Regions from separate parts of the Sus scrofa genome. Here region 1 is linked to region 2. Evidence: chromatin contacts called from public targeted proximity ligation data. All regions are on one chromosome and are shown on one strand. The core of a region is the stretch at or near the end of the contact, and the rest is flanking DNA. Distances in the headings are between cores, read along the strand shown. Region 1 overlaps MKL1 (MKL/myocardin-like protein 1). Region 2 overlaps MKL1 (MKL/myocardin-like protein 1).

The links.
Region 1: a targeted proximity ligation map of skeletal muscle shows a contact between it and region 2. A contact is called at or near these places in 1 of 5 promoter capture datasets (liver), 20 of 47 Hi-C or Micro-C datasets (alveolar macrophages, blood, embryonic fibroblasts and 9 more) and 2 of 2 datasets of targeted methods (alveolar macrophages and skeletal muscle).

Annotation. Positions count from the first base shown.
Region 1 is chr5:7,954,338-7,958,637 of Sscrofa11.1, reverse strand. It overlaps MKL1 (MKL/myocardin-like protein 1), which reads right to left. Exons shown (of 16, transcript XM_021092835.1): 6 at 1,097-1,152. Among named protein-coding and RNA genes, the nearest start is that of SGSM3, 61 kb to the left of the region's middle.
Region 2 is chr5:7,916,013-7,920,863 of Sscrofa11.1, reverse strand. The region is part of intron 4 of MKL1 (MKL/myocardin-like protein 1); the gene reads right to left. Among named protein-coding and RNA genes, the nearest start is that of SGSM3, 99 kb to the left of the region's middle.

The DNA.
Region 1 (4,300 bases), core at 1,083-3,582, 39 kb before region 2:
AATTCATAATCGCTGATGTGAGCGTAAACAAGAATATAATCTCACATATCAAAGTGCTCAATGAGCTAGCAGCGGTTCTGATTAGTGTGGATTTACTCTTCGCCTTTAAGAAGCAGTCCACAACGTGGGGCCAAGTCTTAAGACTGGGCGGGGGCCCAGGCGATGTCATTGCTCCCCCATCCCCCCAACTCCCAGATCCACTCATGTTCTCGGCAACAGACACAGTGCAATTGGTCGCTCTTTTGGTTCCCAGTACCTGGGACCTCGTTCTTCCCACTCAAAGAATTAATCATAATTTTCTTTAGAAATGTGTTAAACTAAGCATAGAGGACAGTTAAGATATGTCTTGGAAGTGACTACTTTAGCATCTCTAAAGGAGCTGTGTCTTAGGGAGCCACGGCCCATGATTCTCAATTTGAGGAGGTTCTCTTCCCGTGTTTTTTACAAAAAAAGAAAAAAGCAAAGGGGCTGAGAGGGGGAAGCATGTTCTGGAGACTTCCCCATCTCTGCCCACAATGGGCAGCTGAATATCCCCCTGAGGCCCCCGAGGGAACCGAAACTGAGGGGATAGGGCAACGAGCCAGGTGCTGTGGCGTGAACCTGAGCCCAGAGCGGGGCGCAGCTTCTGCTTCGACGGCCTCCAGTGGACCCTGGCTCTCAGGCACGTGGAGACCGGTGAGGTTTCCAGCCCCTCGGGATGCCCACCCCGGAGAGGTGTGGGGAGTGTGGCCACGGACACGGGGGGACCACCACTTGGCAAGCTTTTCCATGGCTGCTGTCCACATCCTAACAGCTACAAAAGGCTAAGTGGAATTAAAGATGGAAATACTAGTGGTGAACAAAGCCAAGGGAGAGAGGCGACCACTGCACACTCGCATGCACCAGAGGAGGAAACTCTTTCTCATCACGGTCCATGTCACCACGCTGGGGGACACGGGGAGGAGGGGGGATGAAGCGGAAAAGGCAGCACCTTATATTTACAACTGTGAGACCTGGGCTGACCCTGGAGACATGCCCGACTGGAAGGAAGAGGACCCGCAACGTAATAGGCTCTGAAAATGCTCCTGGGAATCCTTGGGGAGGGAAGGTGCCTTACCCTGGCCCGCTCCAAGCTCCTTCTCTGCTCATGAAATGCAGCTGGACTTTTCAAAGCTGTTGGGAAAAGAATCATAAAAGATTACTTTATAGTGAAGCATGATGTCTACTTCCAATTTACAGTGGAGAAGGCGTCTTAAATTCAAGTTGATTTTAGCAGGACTCAGCACCAGCTGAAGTGAGGAAGAAAACGGCACCTGAGCAAGCACACAGCTCGGTGCTTCAGCTCCCCCTCGAAACAGTTCGGTTACTTTGTTCCCAGTGGAGAGTCCCTGCCTAAGCCTGGGCTCCAGAAAGAGCACCCATGGAATAGAACTGTAACAGAATCCTCCATGAGCAGGCAACCCTCCAAGAAGGCCTGCCGGGCCTCCCTTTACTCTCAGGAAGATGGGGACACGGAGCAGGGCTGCAAGCGGCGTCCACCTGCTCTCCCTCTTCAATCTCATCAGGAATCGCAAAGCAACCAAACGGTCTGAATGGGGCAATTAAACCAAAAAGACACACGTCTGCTTGGGTGCCATTTCCTTCTTCAGCTCAGCTGATATTAATAGTGCTGCTAAAATTAACCTGAATTTCACCTTGAAGGACTAAAAGAACTTCACAGGGACTCTATGGTTAACCCTGGTGCACACACCCAGTGCTGACCAGAAGGGCTCCCTGCAGCCCCCGCCCAAGACTCAGCTCTGTTCTGGGGCCGCAGTTCTCGACTCAGTAAACAGCACCGAGGTGGAGAGATCAAAGCAGAACCCTCTAAGGATGCAGCATCACGAAGAGAGCTTGTGTTAAAACTCAGCAGGACACCCTGAGGATGAGAGGGTAAGGGCCTGATTCACTTCAAGCAGGGAACAGCAGTAAGGAGGAATTTATAAGATCATGGTCAGTTTCACTTCTGCTGCTTGAGAATTTCAGAGCAGCTGTGAAACTGTGGGGAGATAATTTTGCGGGGCTGCCGGCTGTGGTAGGAGTGCAGGGTAAGGAGACGCTATAAGTAGCATTGAGCACAGATAGGGCCCTATCCTGCCGGGGCCTCTGTGCTTCCTCCCCCAGCCCGCCCCGAGGGCTGGGCCTTACCAGGAGCAGTCTCACAAGAAAGCTCCAAATGTCCTGCAGTACTTTTTTTTTTAAACGTTTCGGGGTTTTTAGAACTTAGGGTAAAAAAACAATCATTTTAAAAGATCAGTTGAGAGCACCCCACCTTCTAACAGCAGGGGGAGCTCTAGATCTAAGAAATAATCTAAGGAAAACCAGCACCAGCTCCCTCCCCAGCCTACCAGAGCATTCCAAAGCACTACCCAGGCCAACCCAGCTCTAATCTGAAGGTCCTGGCCTCTCAGTGGGTAAGCAGACAGCCCCTGCACCTGCTTCTACTGAGTAGAGCTGGTTCAACTCCAAAATCGGTCTCCAAAAGCCCTGATATGCAGGGTGTGATGAACCAGCAGGGAATGAACAGGCAGCTTTGCTCTCAGAGAGTGGGAATGAGACTAAGAATCAGAGCCAACTCAGTGTCTGCCCCACCCCCACCCCCAGCCGCCCTTCTGCCTTATTTTTCTGCATAGCTCATACCATCTCACACTCTCTACGGTCATACTACAGATCTTTCTTATTTGGTTACATCTGAATAAGCTTGCTCCATCAGGGCACGGCCGGGTTTTGTCTACTTCTTTCCTTTCTGACAGACCCCCAAAGCCGAAAGTACCCAGCACGTAATTCATTCAATGAATTAATGAATATTCTATAAGGGACACAAAATGTACACTACTGACAGGAAAACTAGAGGATTCTGTGAGCTCTAAACGTCCATTTGAACTGCCAGAATTAGGCTCTCATCTGGGTCCAAAACGTCACAGAGGTCCCAGAGGGAGCATCAAGACCCCTGGGTTCTCGTCCTGGGCTCTGCCAGTCACCGCTGGCGTGACTCAGGGTAGGACCACTTTCTGGGTCTCATGTTCTTCTTCTGCAGAGTGAGCATTTGCTCCCTCCTGGGACTCTTCTGAGAATGAAAGCGCTCTGAAGCCGGCGGTGCTCACCAATGCATTTACTGCTGCTGTCATCAGACGCGGCAACGCGGTTGGGCCCTGGGCTAGATTCCCACACAGGCCGGCTGGTTTAGGCACCACAGCCACAGATTAGCTGACTAAAACACCAGCCAGCTTGCGGCCTCAACAACCTGCACTGGCTGTCCCAAGGAGGAAGGCACAGACCCAGTGTCTAGAAAAACAACTCCCGAAGCACAGAATTTCCTGATGGAAGGGGAGTGCATCATCCTCCTGTACGACAGGGGTGCCGCACCACGAATGGGACAAGTGACAGGTGGACTAGCTGTCGAGGATGTGACTTCCTCCTTGGCTGCACCGAGTTAAGGAACTTTTCATGTAATAGCGAGGAAGTCTGCTTCTATGGACGACACCATTCTTGATACTTTAAACGTGCTGTCTACTTGAATATTCCTAGTGATGCTGTGTGGCGGGTTATACCCCACTTTACAGATGGGGACAGGTTCAGAAAGGGTAGGAAAGGCAGCAAGTGGCAGAGTTAGGATCACAACCTAATTCCCTCTCATGCCCAAGTCGGAGTTTTTTCCTTCCTCTTGGTCGGTTTCTTCACCTCTTCAAAAAGTGGATAAGAATGACCTTATGGGGAGACAAGAAGGCTTCAAGTACACACACTGCTGAGACGCAGGGCTGAGGGCAGGCGCTGTGGGAAGGCCAGCTCGACCACAGCACTGAGCACAGACAGGTTTGAGGAAGGCTCAGAAGACAAGTGCAAAGTAACGGCAGGTACACGAAGCCATGATGGGAAACCTGGCTCACGTGGAGGGCAGGGCGCAGCCTGCAGCCGCAGACGCTGGGAGACAAGCCAGGAGGGGGACCCGCGAGAACCAGAGTGAAGACCAAGAGACGAACTCACGACAGTAACGACCAATCCCAAAGACTGTTTCGTCTTGTAACACCAACGTCATGGTCTCACCAAATCGTTTTAACAAGCACGAGGTAGGTAGCATAATTCTCCTTCTACGTGTGAGGACACTAACGCTGCAGTGACTGTGAGGTCATTTGCTGAGGGATGGACTCCAACCCAGGTCTGGTTCTGTGCTTCCGTCAGCTCTTGAAGAGCCTCTCACTTGGTGCCTCTTTCCCCACGCCCGATTCTGCTCTCTGAGAGCAAGTCAGCAATTTCAACAGCTACTTCCAACAGGTGGCGGGGC
Region 2 (4,851 bases), core at 2,229-4,728:
TGCCAGGGGTTCTTCCCTGGCACTAGGGGATTCTGGGTTGATTCATTCATTCATTCATTGAACCAATACGTATCATGCTAGGCGCTGTGGTTGGTGATGTAGCAGTAAAATGAATAGATGGCACCCCTACCCTCAGTCTATGTCCTAATGGGGAAAACATACGTATGTTATACACAACTTCCAGTCGCACATCATGTGGAGAAAAATACAGTGGAATAAAAGAAGAGAGAGTGACAGGGGTTGGCAATTTTAGACCGAGTATATAGGGAAGGCCTTTCTGAGAAGACGGATAACTCTTACGCAGAAACCTAAATAATAAGATAAACCATGAAAAGATCCAGAGAAAAGTGTTCCAGGCAGCAGAAACAGCAACTCCAAGGCACCAAAGTTAGGAGAGGCTTGTCTTGAGAAGGAACTAAGATATAAGAAATGGGGAATCGAGCTATAATGGAAAAAAAAAATCATTAAAAAAAAAAGGGGGGGGGAATCAGACATGCTGAACTCTTATACTACGCAGTCACTGGGCTGGACGTGCTACCACAGGGACTTGTTTGATCTCAACAGCTATCTGAGGTTATACATTGCCTCTCTTTTACAGATGAAGAAAAAGAGGTTTAAAAAGGTTAAGTAACTGTCTGCACAGCAAGAGAGAGAGCCAGAGCTCAAACACAGGTTGGCCCAACACCAAAGTCTGTGCTTCTTCTATTACATCACATCTAGTGCCAGAGTCACAGCAAAAATATTAATAATTATGCATAAATACATAAGTAAATAAATCAAAGTCTCATATCCTCAAAAATCTGGGGCTCACCATTTCATTTTGGGTAGTTGCTCATCACCCCCTTGAAGTAATCTTCTCTAATTGCAGCAGACAGATCTCAAACTGCCAGCTACAACAATGTCATCAGTCTCTTTCCTGAGATCTGTAAGGCAATGCTCATACAACCCCAACACAGAAGATCTGAGGAGAACGTGTTCTTGCACCCACATCTGAATGGGTGGAGATAAATTGGGAATGTGCTTCCTAAAGGAAGGACTGGCAGGGCCATCTGAACAATCCATTCCAAAGCTAAAGCACCAGGAACAGCATTTTCCCTGCCACATTAGTTCTGCATGTTCGCCCAGAAAACGTGGGCAGTTTCCAATCTCGTTTGCTCTTCCCTGCTGTATAACTGGTGCTGACATTTTGCACCAGCTTTGTTGAGGGCAGGTGACAGGTACATAAAATCAAAGCTGGCAACAGGGTAGTTCTTCCACAGCAAGACAGGAGTGACAAAAAAATTTTCCCTTAAAACTCTATTAGAGTACTTCTCCCTTCTATATCTTTATAACATGAACTTTTAAACATATAGCATGGTAGAATATTCATGACTGAAATAGTGAGGGAGCCCCATATCATCATATAAATTCTGTAAGTAATTGGAAAATTACTTTTTTTTCTGTTGAAGTAATTCCTATTTAGCTTCTTGATATTTTAAAAATTAACTTTCAGTGTTTGTATAACACTTAATTGACATTATGACCCAAAAAAGGTAAATTCTGATTAAAATAATTTTTAAATGAAAAAAATTTTTTCTAGAAGCTTTAGGGAACAGAGAGGTGATTAGAAATTAGAAATTTGGTAAAATGGGTTAAAAATACACACACAATCTGAAAATTCTAATGTTTATGTGTAAAATTCATGAGTATTTAAGAAAAAAAAACAACCCAGTAATGTCTTGGCCTTAAATCCTAGGTGATATAAAATTGTATTTTTCTCAAAAGATATTAAAAGGATATTTAAAAATAAATTTTGGTAAAGGTTACAGCAAAATTCTTTCCTTTCTGTAGATGGCTGAGATACATAAAATTAAAACTTCATGCAGCATAATGAGGTGTGAAAGCTACAAGTCTATCACAGCTGAAACTGTTGAAGGGTTAAAATTCTCAACAGCAAATACAAAAAAGAAAAGCTAGTATATTATAATCCAGTAGCCCAAGGACTGTAGGATTTTCCCACTCACCATCTCCCCAGGTTTAGGAAAGACATCTCCAAAGTAAATGGATAAGTAACTATCAGAGAGGTCCTGTTAGATGAATTGCAACTTTGTATTTCCTTAAGTTTGCGTGATCAAATTTGCCAGTGAAACATTTCATTACTGCAGGTTTTGCACAAAATTTTACGAAACAAACCTGCACTAAGTTAAAGCAGAACTGAAATCAATGCCTCTTCTGACCACTTCAGGAATGATTTCTGTGTTTTCCTATCATAGAATCCTTTTTATTTAGACATCTGGCTCCTTCAACACACACCATGGGTCAGAGGGGACATTCCAGCTCCAACACTAAAATGCAAGTCTAATGCAAAGTGATCAATTACCCAGTTACCACATACACCATCCTTCCAGCATAATTCTGAGTGATGCAGAGTGCCACTCTTTTCAGCAGGATGCTTATTTTTAAAATGTCTTGGATACTTGTGGCTTCCTTTCTCCTGCATGTTCAGATCATCCCCGTATTAATAATACCCCTCCCTAAGAAGTCTCACCCTAGGCAGTTGTTTTAGAAAAGTGCATTAGGCTTGTCTGACACACTGTGTGATCCACAAGCAAGACCCCTCTTTCTCTGGCTCTTCTGACTCTCTGGGGCATGAAAACAGCCAGAACTACAGCAACAGCTGGGGATCATTAAACTGACAGAAATAGCTTAGGAGACTCCATTGGTGTGTTGAGTGGGGGGAGGAGAGGCTCAGTATCAGATTTAAAAGAAATCAAAAGGGCAACAGGAAAGGGGGTGGGGATAAGGTGAAGCCTAACTAGAGTCACACCCAAATTTCCTTTACACAGCCGAAGGGATGCACTGAAGCAAAGGAAGGGACAGGTGACTGCAGCCTAACTTGCCTAGCCCCAATCTACTCTCGGATGGAAGGTTTAGTCAAACCTAAAAATGTAGGTCAATGAAGACAGGCTGGGGGAGGGGTGGGAGAGGAGCTGTGGCATTGCAAAGGCTAACCCTGGGTTATCCCCAGCCTGGAGGAATTACTTAGAGGATCTGAGTCAATTCTGGGGCTGTGCAGACAATAAAAATCAACTCCAAGATGGGGTAGGGGCAAGGGGAATGAGAATATATGCCGACTTCTCAGTGGACTCAGAGACCAAACCAATCCCAAGGCATCCCCTTGACTGGGGAGGACCAAAGACTAGATGAAACGCAGGCTCTCGGGCTGTTCATGCCAGAGCACAGCCACCAATGTTAGCTTTGGAACCTGGCAGGCCTCCGAAGGTCAGTACAGGAATGTGCCATCTGCCTGGCCCACTGCCCGAGTGGGTTCAGCACATATCTGAATGCTCTAGAGGAGCTTTAGTCAGATCACCCCATGTGAGTGGGTCTGCATATCCTGATCTATGCCTTCAAGTCTGGTTACTCCCAGGATCCTAGGGTAGGAACCCTCTCCATTCCCACACTTGCTAGGTTGTCCTTAAGTATCATTAAGGCCTCTCCCACCAAGACATTTTCTTTATAACTCATCTTAAAGGAATGCAGTTTCAGACAGTTCCCCACCTGCAAGCCTGAACAGGAAATGATTCGATTGCAGATATTATGACTGCAACTCTCTTTGGCAAGAGTGTTTAGTAACTGTGAGATTTCATGAACTTCAGCTGAACATTTTATTTGATGCAGCTAATGATTTACTAGAGAAGGCTCCAGGTCGACACCTGTTTTCAACAAAGAGCAACCACTGCACTAGCCTCCTTCTAGAATGGCTCGCTCCTTTTCTAACCCACAACCCGTGCAGGAAAATCTCCTAAAGTCTATTTCCAAACCTCATTTTCTAAAATGAGTCCAAAAACCTTATAACGGTTCATTCTGAATGTTTTAAGTTAGTGTCAAGAAGGGTAGAGGATACACAAAAATAAACAGATTTATAGTTTACACGCACACACACACACACAATCACACAGTTCATGTTAAGACTGTATAATATCAAAGAGGATCTATTTTAACCAAACTACTATGACTATAATCACTCCTCAGTGTGTGCAGCCTTGGTGGGAGTACATTGCATCCATACATTTCTCAGTAACCTTTAAGACAGTAAATTCTTCACCTAAAATACAAAAAACTAGTGTCGTAAATATAATCCACCACTTATTTTGTACATGCCTTGGTAAAAAGTAAAAGGTAGGAAGTGAGAAGGAAGGTAGCCCTAGACATTTATCACACTTTACAGAGCTACTTTCACACATATGATGCTATCTGACCCTGTGAGTTAGGACAGCAGATATTATACCCACCACACAATGAAAGAAACTGGTTTTCTAAGCTTAGAGCCACTTGTTCCAAGATCCCTACTGGCAAGATCAAACCAAGAACTTCAGGTTCTTGACTCTGAGCTCAGTGCTGAGTCCTAGCTTCCTACCACAAAAAGGCTTCTGCCCTCAAGGAATTAATCAATGGCACCAATGGCACCAAATGCCTTGGCTAGTGTTTCTCAGATGTACCAAGTTTCTTCCAGGTAAGAATTTTCACCAATCTCCTGGCCCAACATCATATCCTAAATCTAATGCAAGATATTATGTGAAAAGGCTATTTATTAATATCACTGACAATTAAAAGATGCAAGTTTGTTTTGAAGGCTGTAATTATTAATATGAGACTGAATAAAACTGAATAGGGGAGTTCCCGTCGAGGCGCAGTGGTTAACGAATCCGACTAGGAACCATGAGGTTGCGGGTTCGGTCCCTGCCCTTGCTCAGTGGGTTAACGATCCGGCGTTGCCGTGAGCTGTGGTGTAGGTTGCAGACGCGGCTCGGATCCCGCGTTGCTGTGGCTCTGGCGTAGGCCGGTGGCTACAGCTCCGATTCGACCCCT